2 separate regions of the Mus musculus genome follow, and region 1 is linked to region 2. Evidence: chromatin contacts called from public Micro-C data. All regions are on one chromosome and are shown on one strand. Each heading gives the region's core, a stretch centred on a gene start, on an enhancer-like site or on the middle of the called end of the contact. The rest is flanking DNA. Distances are from core to core; before and after follow the strand shown.

The links. Hi-C and Micro-C count contacts between places; a contact is called where the count stands out from the background.
Region 1: a contact with region 2 is called in a Micro-C map of embryonic stem cells, with 2.6 times the contacts expected there. The contact joins the promoter of Fam167a here to the promoter of Tdh in region 2. A contact is called at or near these places in 1 of 484 Hi-C or Micro-C datasets (embryonic stem cells), 2 of 115 datasets of contacts at active chromatin or transcription factors (both in embryonic stem cells) and 1 of 9 other capture datasets (adipose tissue).

The regions. Positions count from the first base shown.
Region 1 is chr14:63,433,752-63,440,624 of GRCm38.p6, reverse strand. It overlaps Fam167a (family with sequence similarity 167, member A), which reads right to left and starts at 4,231. Exons shown (of 4, transcript NM_177628.4): 1 at 3,993-4,231.
Region 2 is chr14:63,505,429-63,511,661 of GRCm38.p6, reverse strand. Tdh (L-threonine dehydrogenase) reads left to right here and starts at 2,570. Exons shown (of 9, transcript NM_021480.5): 1 at 2,570-2,952.

The sequences.
Region 1 (6,873 bases), core at 2,982-5,481, 73 kb after region 2:
GTTGGTCTAAGCTGGGATATGAATGTCCAAGGTGACCAGCAATAGGAGCATGCTGTGCCCACAGTGGGGTATGGAGAGGTTCTGTGTTCTAAGTGCATGAAGACAGATGAGAAATGGGGGTGTGTAACCTGCTCCCCATCCTGTCAGCCGAAGCTGCACCTGATGGGACATATCAGGAAGGGATCTGGTGCGTCAGAGAGATACAAGACAGGGATGGGGCAGGAGATGCTGGAGCCTGACCACCAACCACCTCTGTGATATTGAATGATAAACCCAACATCTCAGGCTTTAGTGTCTTCCCCATAAAACAAGATCATAGCAGAACCGATGGTCTAGGAAGATCAAATGAGATAAAGCATGTGTGGTACTGACGATACCTCTAATTAGACTGCCTCCCCCTGCCCTTGACTGGTGTTCTCCTTGGCCTGTCCCCTGGGAAAGCAGCTTCCCAACCATTACCATTCAGCAGCGCATGTCTGTGTGTTCTAAGACAGGCAGAGCACCAATTCAATGTCGCCTCTGGCCAGATTCTTTGTTCCTTGAGGGAAAGACCACCTTTATAACATTCCTCTACCTGATGCTCTTCTTGATCCTAAAGGGGGCTTTGGAGGTAATGAGAGGTGTTCTGGGTGGTTTCACCAGGCTAGCTGTCCCCAGCTGCATTCAAATGGAGACTCCCTCCTTCCATGGTTCACTGGGTGGGAAAGCCCCACCCCTTCCAGAGGTAGCAGTGCAGGTGTGCCGATGTTCTCTCTGGCAGCAGAAGCATTCAGTGATCAGCAAAGCAAACATGTTCTTTTTTTCCCCCCCTGATCTTTTGAAGACAGAGGTATTCCAGAGGGGTGGGTTGACACATGAATTTGAAGGACAGATGGACTTGTAAACTAAAAGTATCTAGGGAGTACTCCAAGGAGGAGATGGTCAGGGTACCAAGAAGCAGATGGCTGGGATGTTGGAAAGCCCCCAGGACAGGCTCACTGGATCTGCCAGCGCTTTGGAAGTAAACGCATCAAAAGATGCCCATGTGTGGGCAGAACTTGCCATCCTACTGGCTTTCACTCAAACTTGATAACAGGCTTGCAGCCCGCCATGTTTTCAGCAGCTGCTACCAACTGATCAACAAGACAGATGAGGCAGCTCTGGGTCTGGAGCAGCTGCTGTCTGACTATTTAGTTTGGTCAGGCTCAGGTCTGTCTTATGTTCCCAGGGTTCCACATCTGTGCATACTCAAAGACTAAGCATCTGATGTCACTACTGACCTGGTGATAAGTAGGGGAAATAGGCCTACCCCATGGCCTCCTGGTCATACAGGTCCTCATCAAAACTTGTTCAAGGTTTTTACTCCCACTTTCTCAGCCGAGGTCCTTCTGGCTGCCATTGGTCTGTCCCTAGGCTCTGTTCAGAGGCTCTGCTGACCTCTTGGAATGAGGAAATACAGACCAGCCTTTAAAAGTTGGCGTAGTAGCCACTGTATAGGCTGAGGCCTGGATTCATGCAAATTTGCCCTTCAACATGAAAAATGAGATTTGACCCAGGTTTGCCTTACAGGTCCCATTGTAACACATCCTGGGATCCAGTATCAACCAGCTCCCACATTTGATTCCGAGTACCCTAAAAAGAATTTTCAGCCCCAGTGTGAAAGGAGGGCTCAGTTGACCTCTCTGAGGTGAGAAACTGAAGCCTGTCCCATTGGATGGTACTCTGTAAATACTTCCATGAAGGTAGTTACCATATGCCAGGGGACTCTTGGAGAGGCTGAGGTATGCAGAGGGCCTGATTGAGGGGAGCTACCTTAGAGAACAAGGCCCTCCCCTGATGCCCATGAGACTCAGGACGACTGTCCACAGAGCTACTCCTGAGACGATCTGACATGGTGGCTTGGTAGAGGGGAGAGGGTGGGCTTTTCAGGAGGACAGGTTGTTATAGGAAGGGCGGGGGTAGGCTAAGACAACCTCTGACCCCTGGTGTCCTCTCCCCTCTCCTTTCCTTTGCTCTCTACTCAAGAGAAAAGTGGTAGCTGTTACTGGGGAGACAATTGGTTCTTAAGGGGCAGGACCCCTGGCCCAGGTCCCCAGATCCTGTCAACCTAGCCTTTATGGAAGCTCAACTGCCACTTCCTATTAAACATTAGCCCACTATCTTCGTTTCCCACGAGCTGAGCCAATCTCATCCCTCTAGATCACCTTCCTCCTCACTGACCCAGAGTGCACTGGAGTATGAGATTCCGGTTGCTTCATTTTCTTCTTCTGTTTCGTCTTAAGATGAGGTTTCATGTAGCCCAAGCTGGCCTTAAACTTGCTAGGTAGCCAAGAATGAACTTGCACTTCTGATCCTCTTGTCTCCAACTCCCAAGAGCTGGGATTACAGGCACATGCCACCAGGTCCCAGTTTATGCAGAACTGGGTAACGAAGTCAGGGCTTTGTGTATGCAGGGGACTTTCTAAGGCCACATGACGAGCCTCTCGTGACCGTGGGTGTGAGTAGTTCCTTCCTGTCTCGGGGCCAAGGTAGGTTCCCTGGCCTCCTGAAGCAATCTTTTTCTAAGAGCATTTCTGGAGTGAAAGGGTGAGGCACAGGCGTGTCTCTGTGTTTTCCAAAGCCACACAAACTGTTCCAGTCTGCAGAGACTCACACTGTCTCCTCAAATGGTAATCGTAAGGCTCAGTGACTGAGGCTACCTGGGTTCTCAGCAGTGAGATCAGGAGAGGAGCTCTGGAGAAGAGCACCTTCATGCCATTGCTTGACGGACAGCATGTAGTTGCTTTGCCAAGCTCTTGAAAACCACTCTGGCAGGGTCCTCCATCTCCAGGCTGAGGACAGGCTAACAGGTACCTTGGTTACCTTGGCTTTGCCAAGACTTTGAGTCCCAAGCCTGGTGGGAGAGGAGAGAAAGGAGAGAGACAGACAGACACAGAGAGAGAGACAGACAGACAGAGAGACAGAGAGACAGAGAGGAAGGAGGAGGAGGAGAGGGGAGAGAGGAAAGAGGAAAGAGGAAAGGGAAGAGGAGAGAAGAGAAGGGGAGGGAGGAGAATGGAGAGAACTCTGGTGTGTGGAGGGGAAGCTACTTTGGAGCCACATCTACTAGGCACTCTGTACAGGACATGGTCTCATCCCAGATTCTCCATGGATGATGGTTTGGTGGTGGGAGGGAGAGACAGAACTTGCTGGTGAGTGAATGAAACTGAGGACACCAACCTGGAGCCAACTCATCTTCCAGATGTCCCCAAGAGGGCTTACCCACAACAGAACCCATACATACAGAAACCACGTCTGAGAGAAAGCCCCCACCCCCACCCCGCCACACACACACTTGTCTTTCTGGCCATTCAGGAGCCCAGCTCTAAGGCTGACCTGCTCATTCACTGCACATCGTTTGGGTGTACAGTCCCTCTGGTATCCCTGACATCACTCTTGGGGTGCCATATGGCTAAGAGCCCTGAGTTAAGGGTGGCGCACGCCTTTAATCCCAGCACTTGGGAGGCAGAGGCAGGCAGATTTCTGAGTTCGAGGCCAGCCTGGTCTACAAAGTGAGTTCCAGGACAGCCAGGGTTATATAGAGAAACCCTGTCTCACCCCCCCCCCAAAAGAACTCTCATCTCTCTTAGATGTATAAGTGTGGGGGTTATCAGCCTAGATGAGTTGATCTAGACCAGTCCCAAGAGCTCTCTCTCTCTCTCTCTCTCTCTCTCTCTCTCTCTCTCTCTCTCTCATTACAGACCCCCCAGGTTCCCACTTGGAATCATACATATCCCTGAGCTGGGACCAGAGGCATGGAGTCCACACCTGCCCCCCCGCCCCCCTCCCCCCCCCCCCCCCCCCCGCCTTCCAGAGAGGCCTGAAACCCCAGGAGCAAATACGAGGGAACCACGCTGTCCTATGGCGGTGTCCCCCCGCCCCTCCAGGGCTGTGGGATCCAGGGACCCCAATGCCCACCCTGAAGACCTGGGCACCCCGAGCACCTCAGCCAAGCCTCACCGCCGCGAACCCACCTTCTTGAGCTCCAGTCGCGCGTCCTCGGAGCTGTCGCGGTCCCCGCCGCCAGCCCGCGCCCGCCCTCCCTCGGAGCTCGGCTCCCGCCTCCCGAGCTCCCGGGCTCCGTAGCGGTGCGAATTCTCCGCACCGTTCTTTTTTGAAGGGACGTTCTTTTGCGTTGCGTCAGGGCGGTTGCCTGGCGACCGTAGAGCTAGTCCGCCGCCAGCCTCTCGGCGCCGCCGCCCGCCTCCCATTCAAGCCGCGGCAGGTCGGCCTCCCGGCACCGCTGGTCCGAGTGCACCCGGGTCCTAAAGACCCCCGATTCTCCCTCCCCGTGCAAGGCCAAGCCCAGTCAGGAACTCTCAGCAAGCTCCAGGCGAAATCAAACCCAAACTTTTTTTTCCCATTAAGATCAAAGCAAAGAGAGTTATGTCCCGTCCCGTCCCGTCTTACTGCCCCCTCCCTCCAAGCATGGCAACGTGGCTTTGCCACTGTCAGCAGTTCGCTGAGGGAATGGGCAGGGAAAGCGGGCTGCACTCCACCCAGGAAAGTCTTGGGTTCCTGATCCCAGCAGCAGCCACCAAGTCAGACCAACTGGCACTGACCTGCGCGCTCGCGCGCTCGCGTGCCACACCATTGCAGGGCTCCAGCTGGGTAGGCATTTGTGGGCAGCTCTGGCTTAGTTTTCAAGTGGGGAAAACTGGGATGTTAAGAGGAAAGAGCTGTGGGTAGTGCTGGTGGGCCTGATGTGAGAGCCTCCTTAACCACCTGCACCTCATTCTTGGGAACTGCAGCAGCTGCATCTGTCCTAATACTCTTAGGGTCAGGTTCTACTGCCCTAAGTTCCAACCCTGCTCCGTGAGCACCTAGAGCTGTTGGCATCTGGAGCTGCTAGCACTTAGGGTCACAGAGAACAGAAGCTGGACTGACATGCTTGTAGACTCTTAGGACCATCCTGACTGCAGGATGAGGCAAGGGGCCCACACAAGAGACCAGCTTGGGGTGATGCCAGAAGGTGGTCTCTTTGTCCTCGACCAGCTCCCTAAAACCCTAAGGGTAGAAGGGTCTTTCCAAGAGAATGAGTCACCTTCATCTCCTCTGTCTCTTGAGTCAGTTGCTGTGGTTTTAAGGATGCTCCTTGACCCTTCTTGCTGGCTAGAGGAGCACCTGAGGTGTGACCTCAACACCCAACCTACCCCTCCCCATGAACCACTGTGTCTGGACTCTGGGTAGACTGGGGTAGGAGTGAGGTTAGCAGGATGAAGATATCAAGTAGCTGGCTTGGTTGGTCGTTGCCATGCCTGCAGCCCGCCCAAGTGCTCCTTGTAGGTCAGTGAATGTGGCAGAGAGATGTCAGGGAACTTGCTTGAGCTCAGTGTTGGCTGAGAACCTTGTGGAAGGAAGTGGTTCAACGGTAGTCTGCAGCATGTTCCAGGGTGTGTGTGTTAGTGTGTGTGTGTTAGCGTGTGTTAGTGTATTAGTGTGTGTGTAACTGTATGTATGTTACTGTGTGTGTTACTGTGTGTGTTAGTGTGTGTATTAGTGTGTGTGTTAGTGTCTGTGTTAGTGTATGTGTTACTGTGTGCTGTGTGTGTTAATATGTCTATGTTAGCGTGTGTGTGTGTTAGTGTGTGTGTGTGTGTGTGTGTGTGTGTGTGTGTGTATAGAAGACGAAGGAATGCTGCACACACAGAGACAAGGAAGGTAAAAACCACCTCTCTGGGGACATAAACTTGGGACTAAAAGTCAAGGCCTTGGTTGGCCCTGTCACTTCCCATCACAGGTCACTTGTGCCATTCTGGAAGGTCACTGGGGCTCCTCTGCTCACCTGGAAGAAGCCAGAAACTTCTGTGGCTTGAACATGACTCTGGGGGTGGAAATAGGCCCCTCGTACAAAACCAAGCAGGACCTGGAAAGTTGGGAGATCGGAGCCCTAACTTCCCATGGCTTCCCAGTAGGCTTCCTTCTCAGGATGATCATTTGCAGCTACACTGAGACAAGCAGGACAGAATCCATCCCTTACTTTTAAGGTTTTAAAATTGAAACACAAAATGCCCATCTTTCTCTGTTTTCCGGGACTGGCTGTTTTCCATCCAAAAAAGAATTATCTTGTAAATATCAGATCCTGCTTTGGGCTTGTGAGGACCACCTTAGATAAAAGACCTTGACCTTGCCAGGTTATCAAGGTAGGTGCTGGCACTCTTTTCTCTCCAGAGAGCAGTTAGGATGTCAGGTCCTGGGCCAGAGTCTATCAGCTTCTGCTAGTTGCTCCTGGAAGTGATGTTCCCCACCAAATGATAGTACTGTGACTTTCAAGAGAAGCCAGGAATTGGTTGCCATTGGTGTATTCCTCTCTCTCAGAGAGGTCTATTCAGCAGCTGGGGGCAGGTTCCTGTCCTGCAGGGAGCTCATTAGGTCCACTTAGGGGCCAGTCATCTGAGGCATTGGTTACTAGGAAGATAATTAACCAACCATTCACATGGTTGCTGGGGTCAGAAAAGAGCAGATATCTGCCCCACCCAGGTATGGAGCTGGGTAGGGATGGGGGTGGGGCTTCAAGGCATGCTGGGAGTGAGCAGAACTGGAGAGGAAGAGAAGGACCTAGTTATAGAGGACAGCCAGTTTGAGGTCAGAAATATAGGTGCCAGGGGCTGAGCTGCGATGTGTGACACGGTCCCCAGGGCAGTGGGATTAAGAAGAGAGGTCACAGCTTACCTGTTTTAGGAAAGCTAGCTGAGGAGAAGTGAGACAGGAGGCCTGGGATCAGGTGATGATGCTCCCTTCACTGGAGGCAGGAAGCAAATAACACACAGATTCCGATGGGGCAGAGGAAGGGAGGGCATCAACTTTGTATTTCCCAGGGGAGGATGCCAGTGGGGGTAGCAGAGAGGAAGGACT
Region 2 (6,233 bases), core at 1,321-3,820:
GGCCACACCTTTTTTTAATAACAATCTTTCTCTTTTATTTAATATTTATTTATTCATTTATTATTTGTAAGTACACTGTAGCTGTCTTCAGACATTCCAGAAGAGGGCATCAGATCTCATTTCAGATGGTTGTGAGCCACCATGTGGTTGCTGGGATTTGAACTCAGGACCTTTGGAAGAGCAATTGGCACTCTTAACCGCTGAGCCATCTCACCAGCCCCCACACCTTTTAATAGTGCCTCTCCCAGGGGCAAGCATATACAAACTATCACACCCACTATCTAAGCTGGGCTCACAGAGGCTTACTTTGCTGACCAAAAAGCACAGGATACCAGGCAGGCACAGACTTGGAGAGCCAGGCTGGCACAGGAGCCTGTAGCTCTGAAGTCAGGAAGCCTCCAACAGGGTGCTCCCAGTATGACTCTCTCACAGCCTCTTAGGCAGCCAGTCAGGATTCAGACCTAGAAGGCATTTCTGCACATGGGAAACCAACCTTTATCACTTCAGGGATGTTGGAAGGAACCTTACAGCTGTGTCCCCCCACACTGTGGGGCCCATGGACCTTAGAAGTCTTGTTACAGGGCAGATTCCTTAACTTTGTTTTTGGACCTGCTACTTGCTCTGGGATCACACTGTTCATACCAAGCCCCTACTGCTTAGAAACCTGTCTGTTACTGGAGCTTTTAGGCCTGTACCCCTAAAAAAAGCTAGGCATGGCCACATACCCTCAATATACTTACCTAAGAGGCAAATACCAGTGCAAAGCAGAGAGAGAGAGAGAGAGAGAGAGAGAGAGAGAGAGAGAGAGAGAGAGAGAGAGAGAGTTATTCAACACGGCCACACTGGGAAGAGGAACACATACAAGATCATGCTGACACAGAAAACAGCTCTCACAACCGGGAAGAAGTCCATTCTGGAGCCAAATGTGAAAGCCATAGACTAGCAACACAGTCAGGTGGTCCTGAATATCACACTCCAACATGGCAACAGTCTCATGAAGCTTTCTATAACAAAATCATAAATTCTAGACTTTAAAAAAAAAAGATCATTTTATGTCTATGGATGTTTTGCCAGCATGTACATCTGTATTATGGAACACCAGGTGGCCCTAGAGGATCCCCTGGAACTGGATACAGATGGTTGTTAGCCACCATGTCAGTGCTGGGAATCAATACAGATCCCACGGAAGAGCAGCTGGTGTTCTTAACCCCTGGGCCGTTTCTCCAGCTCAAGACATTTTAAAATACATGGATAGAAACATCAGATTAGCCATAGCAGCGAAGACAGACAGGAAGTAGCTACTCTAGCCCTCCGACATTATCTGAAGCATTCTTAGTTGGAATTGTCTTTGTTGCTTCTATTACTGTGATGAACCCCAGGACAAAAAGCTACTGGGGGGTGGGGGGGAGGATAAGTTACATTTTACAGATCAGTAGTTCACAACCTTCCTAATGCTGTAACCCTTTAATACAGTTCCTTGTGTTAATGGTGACCCCCCTCAGCCATAAAGTTATTTTGTTGCTACTTCATAACTGTAATTTTGCTACTGTTATGAATTGTAATGTAAATATCTGATATCTAGTATATCTGATATTTGACACACACACCCCAAAAAGAATCTCCAGGTTGAGAACTTCTGTTATAGTTCATCATGAAGAGATGCCAGGAGAGGACCTGAAGCAGAGGCCGTGGCGGAGTGTGCTGCTTATTGGCTTGCTCCCCTTAGCTTGCTTGGCCTTCTTTCTTACACAACTCAGACCTACCTGCCTAGGGGTGTCTTGTCCACAGTGGGCTGGGCTCTGCCACATCAGTCATTAGTCAAGCAAATGAATGCCCCCCTCCCTACCCCCCCCATCCCAGAGTTACCTACAGGCCAGTCTGATGGAGGCAATTTCTCAGTTGAGGTGCCTTCTTCCCCGGCAAGCCTAGCTTGTGTCTTGTTGACAAAAAATTAACCAGCACAGGATTGTTGGAAGCGAGGGGTCCTGTTTGTACATTCCCTAAGGGTTTACCTAATAGTCACAAGGATGTTAGGTCAAACAGAGGGGTGGGCCATAAAAGGCTACCCAGAGACTAAGATAGCCGGAGATAATTTTGGCTCCCAACCTGTAATAGTCTGGCTTTCCACTATCAGTTAATAAGTCAATCGGCCTTGGGAAATGTTTAACATTGGTGCTGCCCCCTGTCTCCCTCCACCCCTTCCTAGGAAACTCACTTCCCCCCAAGTCCAATTTCCAGGTAGTGGCTTGATAAAGATGTTTGACAATCTGGGTTCAATCTCCGGGAACCTGGCAAATAAATACCAACCTCCCCAGGCACGCTGTGGCTCACGCTTACCCTACCTTCTGTGATTAGACGTAAAATATTTTTGCTCGAGCAGGCCAGCTACAACATTGGACTGCCAAAGGAGATACACTTACATCGGGCCCCTTTCAGCTCCAGATGGGAGCCCTTTGGTCGGGTGTGCACACTGGGGGTCCGTCTTGAGGCTGCCACTCAGAATTTCTAAGCCCTTCCTTCCAAGATGCTGCCCCATCCTGCTTAGTGCTTGCCTTGAAAGCCACTTCATTTAACATCAGTGTTCCCAGGAACCAGAAACGACTAAGTTCCTAGTTCTTGGCGGAGGTGCCACCAGACACAGGTCCATAGCAGATCTTTCCAGCTGTGGCTTGCAAGTCCCAAATTCTAACCCCAGTCAATTGTGGAAGGGGTGTGGTCTCGTCTTGGTGCAGCCACAAGGTCAGCTCCGTCCGAGATGTAGGTGTGGGCTTCCCACAAGCGTCCTGGGGCGGAGGTGAGGTGAGGTGAGGTAGGAGGGAGGCACGGCTCCCGCGGCGGCGAGGCGGGTCCAGAGCAGACTGAAGATAAAAGGCAGAACCAAACTCTTGACTCCGCACGTGCTGCTCCGGCTCCCGCGTGGCGTTCTCAGCATCCAGTCTTCTGTGTCTGCAGGTCAGTGTAGGAGATGGTCCCCTGCTGCGCCTGTGCCCGGGAATTGGACCTCTTTCCGGGCACGGGACGACCAGCGAAATCTGCTGTCTGGGTTGGGGTCCGGAACGACCGCAGGGCGCCACTGCTTTGTGGGTCGCGAGGGGAGAGATGGGCCCCTGAGTAGCCCCGGGTGGCAAGACGCCTCCCGCTCCCTCCTGCTCTTAGCAATGCTCAACCTCTCAGGAATAGGAGTGGGAACCCGGCACCCAGAAAACTGGTTTGTCTAGTAATTTGGGATGTGATCGTCCCGAAGGATGGCTTGGGAGGGCCCCCACACCCTTTTCATCAGGGAGCAAGCTGAGGCTGGCTGTCCTGGGTTCCTCCCGTGGTTTCCCAACCTCAGCAGGTGAAAGCAAGACACCAGGTGGGTAGAATTTCTCTCCGAGACAGTAAGTAGCTCCCTCCTGGACGCTTTCTTGCTTTCGGTGGCCAGTATGTAAATTCCAGCCTTTCCCGATATAATTTTTTTAAGTGACATGAATGAGGTTAACATGGACAGAGACTTTTTTTTTTTTTGCCAGATGCCTTTTCTAGGTTGTCTGCTTATATTAAAGTCTCTTAACATGGTGACACTTTTGTCTGCTTCTGATGCGCACGCCTTTAATCCCAGCACTTGGGAGGCAGAGGCAGGCGGATTTCTGAGTTCGAGGCCAGCCTGGTCTACAAAGTGAGTTCCAGGACAGCCAAGGCTACAGAGAAATCCTGTCTCGAAACAAACAAACAAACAAACAAAACAACAACAACAAAAAATGGAGACAAGAGACTACCCTGGCCTGATGCCCAGGAGGCCTCTGTGGGGGGTAGAGGAATTGCTGCTCAGAGCTCTGGCTCTGGGGCCGAGTGGGAGGTGCCATTGAACCTGGAACTTTACTACCCCGCCCCCCATCTTTTTTCTTTTGGAGGGTAGTGCTGGTAGTGGTGGTTGCCTTGACATTTGGTCCTTACTAGTTGCAGAAGGCCTATGATTGAGGTGTTTAAGCCCATTTCCATTGAAGGTGGGTGTGGCTGGCAGTACCAATTAGCATGAGAGGACATTAGCAATAAGATGCTGCCACTCAGCTAGTGCTGACCTTTCCTAGACAGGTTTCTGGGCATGGAGCAGAAATCAGCCTTGCAGGATTAAACACAGCAGAAAATTTCCTGTAGAGACAGCAAAGAAAGATAAGAACTTAGTCAGGTTTGAGAAACAGGAGGCTGTGCCCTTGGGGAAGAGGTACAGAAGGGATTGGGGTGGTTTGCCTGGTGTCCTGGATCCTCCATGGTGTGTGTGTGTGCATTTGTGCAGACCTTACCTTTCTGTTCTACCGTGGCTATGGGCAGCTAACAACAGAATTATATTAAGACTTTTTTTTTTTAAGGTCAGTAATGTGTGGCTGGAGAGATGGCTTACAGCTTTAGAGCATTGGCTGTTCTTCCAGAGGCCCTGGATTCAATTCCCAGCATCCACATGGCAGCTCACCACTGTCTATAATGGGATCTGATGCCCTCTTCTGGTGTGCAGGCATGTGTGCAGACAAAGCACCCATACTCATAAAATACACAAATAAATAAATCTTTATTGTTGGGAGTGTGACCTATGTGCACTGTCATGCAGTAGATGTCTGGGCTGCTCCTCTCTCCCCAAGACAATGTCCTACTTTGTTTCGGGGAATATTGACCTTAGCTTACAGGGGTGGAAGCTGGGGTGTGTGTCCTTATTTCATTTAGCCCCATGTGCTCCAGGCCCATCCATACTGTAGCATGGGTCAGTATTTCTTATTTTTTGTTGTTTTTGTTTTCTCTTGTTTGAAAGGCTGAAATTCTGCTGTGTGTGTAGACCACTCCTTTATCCAGTCCTGCAAGGTGGATACTTTTTATTCTATGCTTACTGTGACAGGCTTGAGACTTACAAGGTCTTGATTTAGTTAGTCTCTGAGACTAAGAATGATTGCAGTTAGAAGTTTAGGGTGGTCTTGTGGTGGTTGGCGCACTGAAGCCTTTCCTCGTGGAAAAGGCTATTTCTAAGGAACTTCAGGACTCCTGAAGCACAACCGTTCATCCCCAGGACAGTAGTGATGGAATCCCTCTTCCCAGAGGTATCTCGGAGTTGTTTCAGTCTGAGAACATTGTCAGTTAAGAGCACAGATGAAGTCCTGGTGGCTTCTGTTCTTTGTGCTTCTCGAGCTGGCAGGGCTGCTGGAAATGCCCTCTGGGGACGCAAACACTGCCTCCTGACACCTGAAGCCAGTGTGACTAACCCTGACCGAACTCTTCTCAGCTGAGCCATTTCTCAAGGAAGCCTGGGCTTACAGGTGCTTATGAGAGACCTTTGTACCCAGGTGCAAATACACACAAGTCCAGTGGAGCACCGACCCATCTCCGTTACTCAGGTCACTGGTGCCGGTTTTCCTGAAGGTCCCTCCTTGTTCTGGATGGAATAAATCATCCTGTTGCTTGAGGGGAAGAGTGCATTTTCCTCTCCATTTTATTCTCTGCAGTTAAAGTTTGCTAAGGTGCTTGGGAGCGAGCCCCCTGCCTACTTATTATTTGACTTTAACAAAGAGGGGCCAAGGATAGCTGTTTGCTCTTTGCAAATTTACTTTCTGGCCTGGCAAAAGCTGTTCTCAGAGTATGATCTGGGGAACCCTGGGGATCCCCGAGACCTTTTGTAGAGTCCACAAGGTCAAACCGCTGGAGGAAGAATAACTGCTCTTGGTGTTTTCTCCTCAGTGCACTAGGGGTTTCTCAGATCTGGGTTTGGCCTGTGGTAGCTAATGAGAGGTGTGTTTGAGTAGTCTTGTGTTTCTAGAGTCTTGTAAACTCTAGGCTTAGAGGAGAGCTATCAATGTGTTTCTAGAGATGAAAGCTCTTTGCACTACACTTTCAAGCCTGTTTTTATCTCTCTGGCTTTGGATTCGAGGTCTCCTGCATCCTCATGGAGAGCCATCAAAAGGCAAGTGTACTTACTTGTAACTGGAAATGTAATAATACCACAATATAAGGATATCCATTCATACATTTTAAAAAAAGATTTATTTATTTATTTATTTATTTATTTATTTATTTATTTTTGGATGAGTGCTCTATCTCCATGCACACCTGCATGCCAGAAGAGGGCATAGGATTGCATTACGGATGGTTGTGGGCCACCGTGTGGTTTCTAGGAATTGAACTCAGGACCAATGAAAGAGCAGTCAGTGCTCTTAATCACTGAGCCATCCCTCTAGCCCCCATTCATATATTTTTATGCTGAAGAATGAATG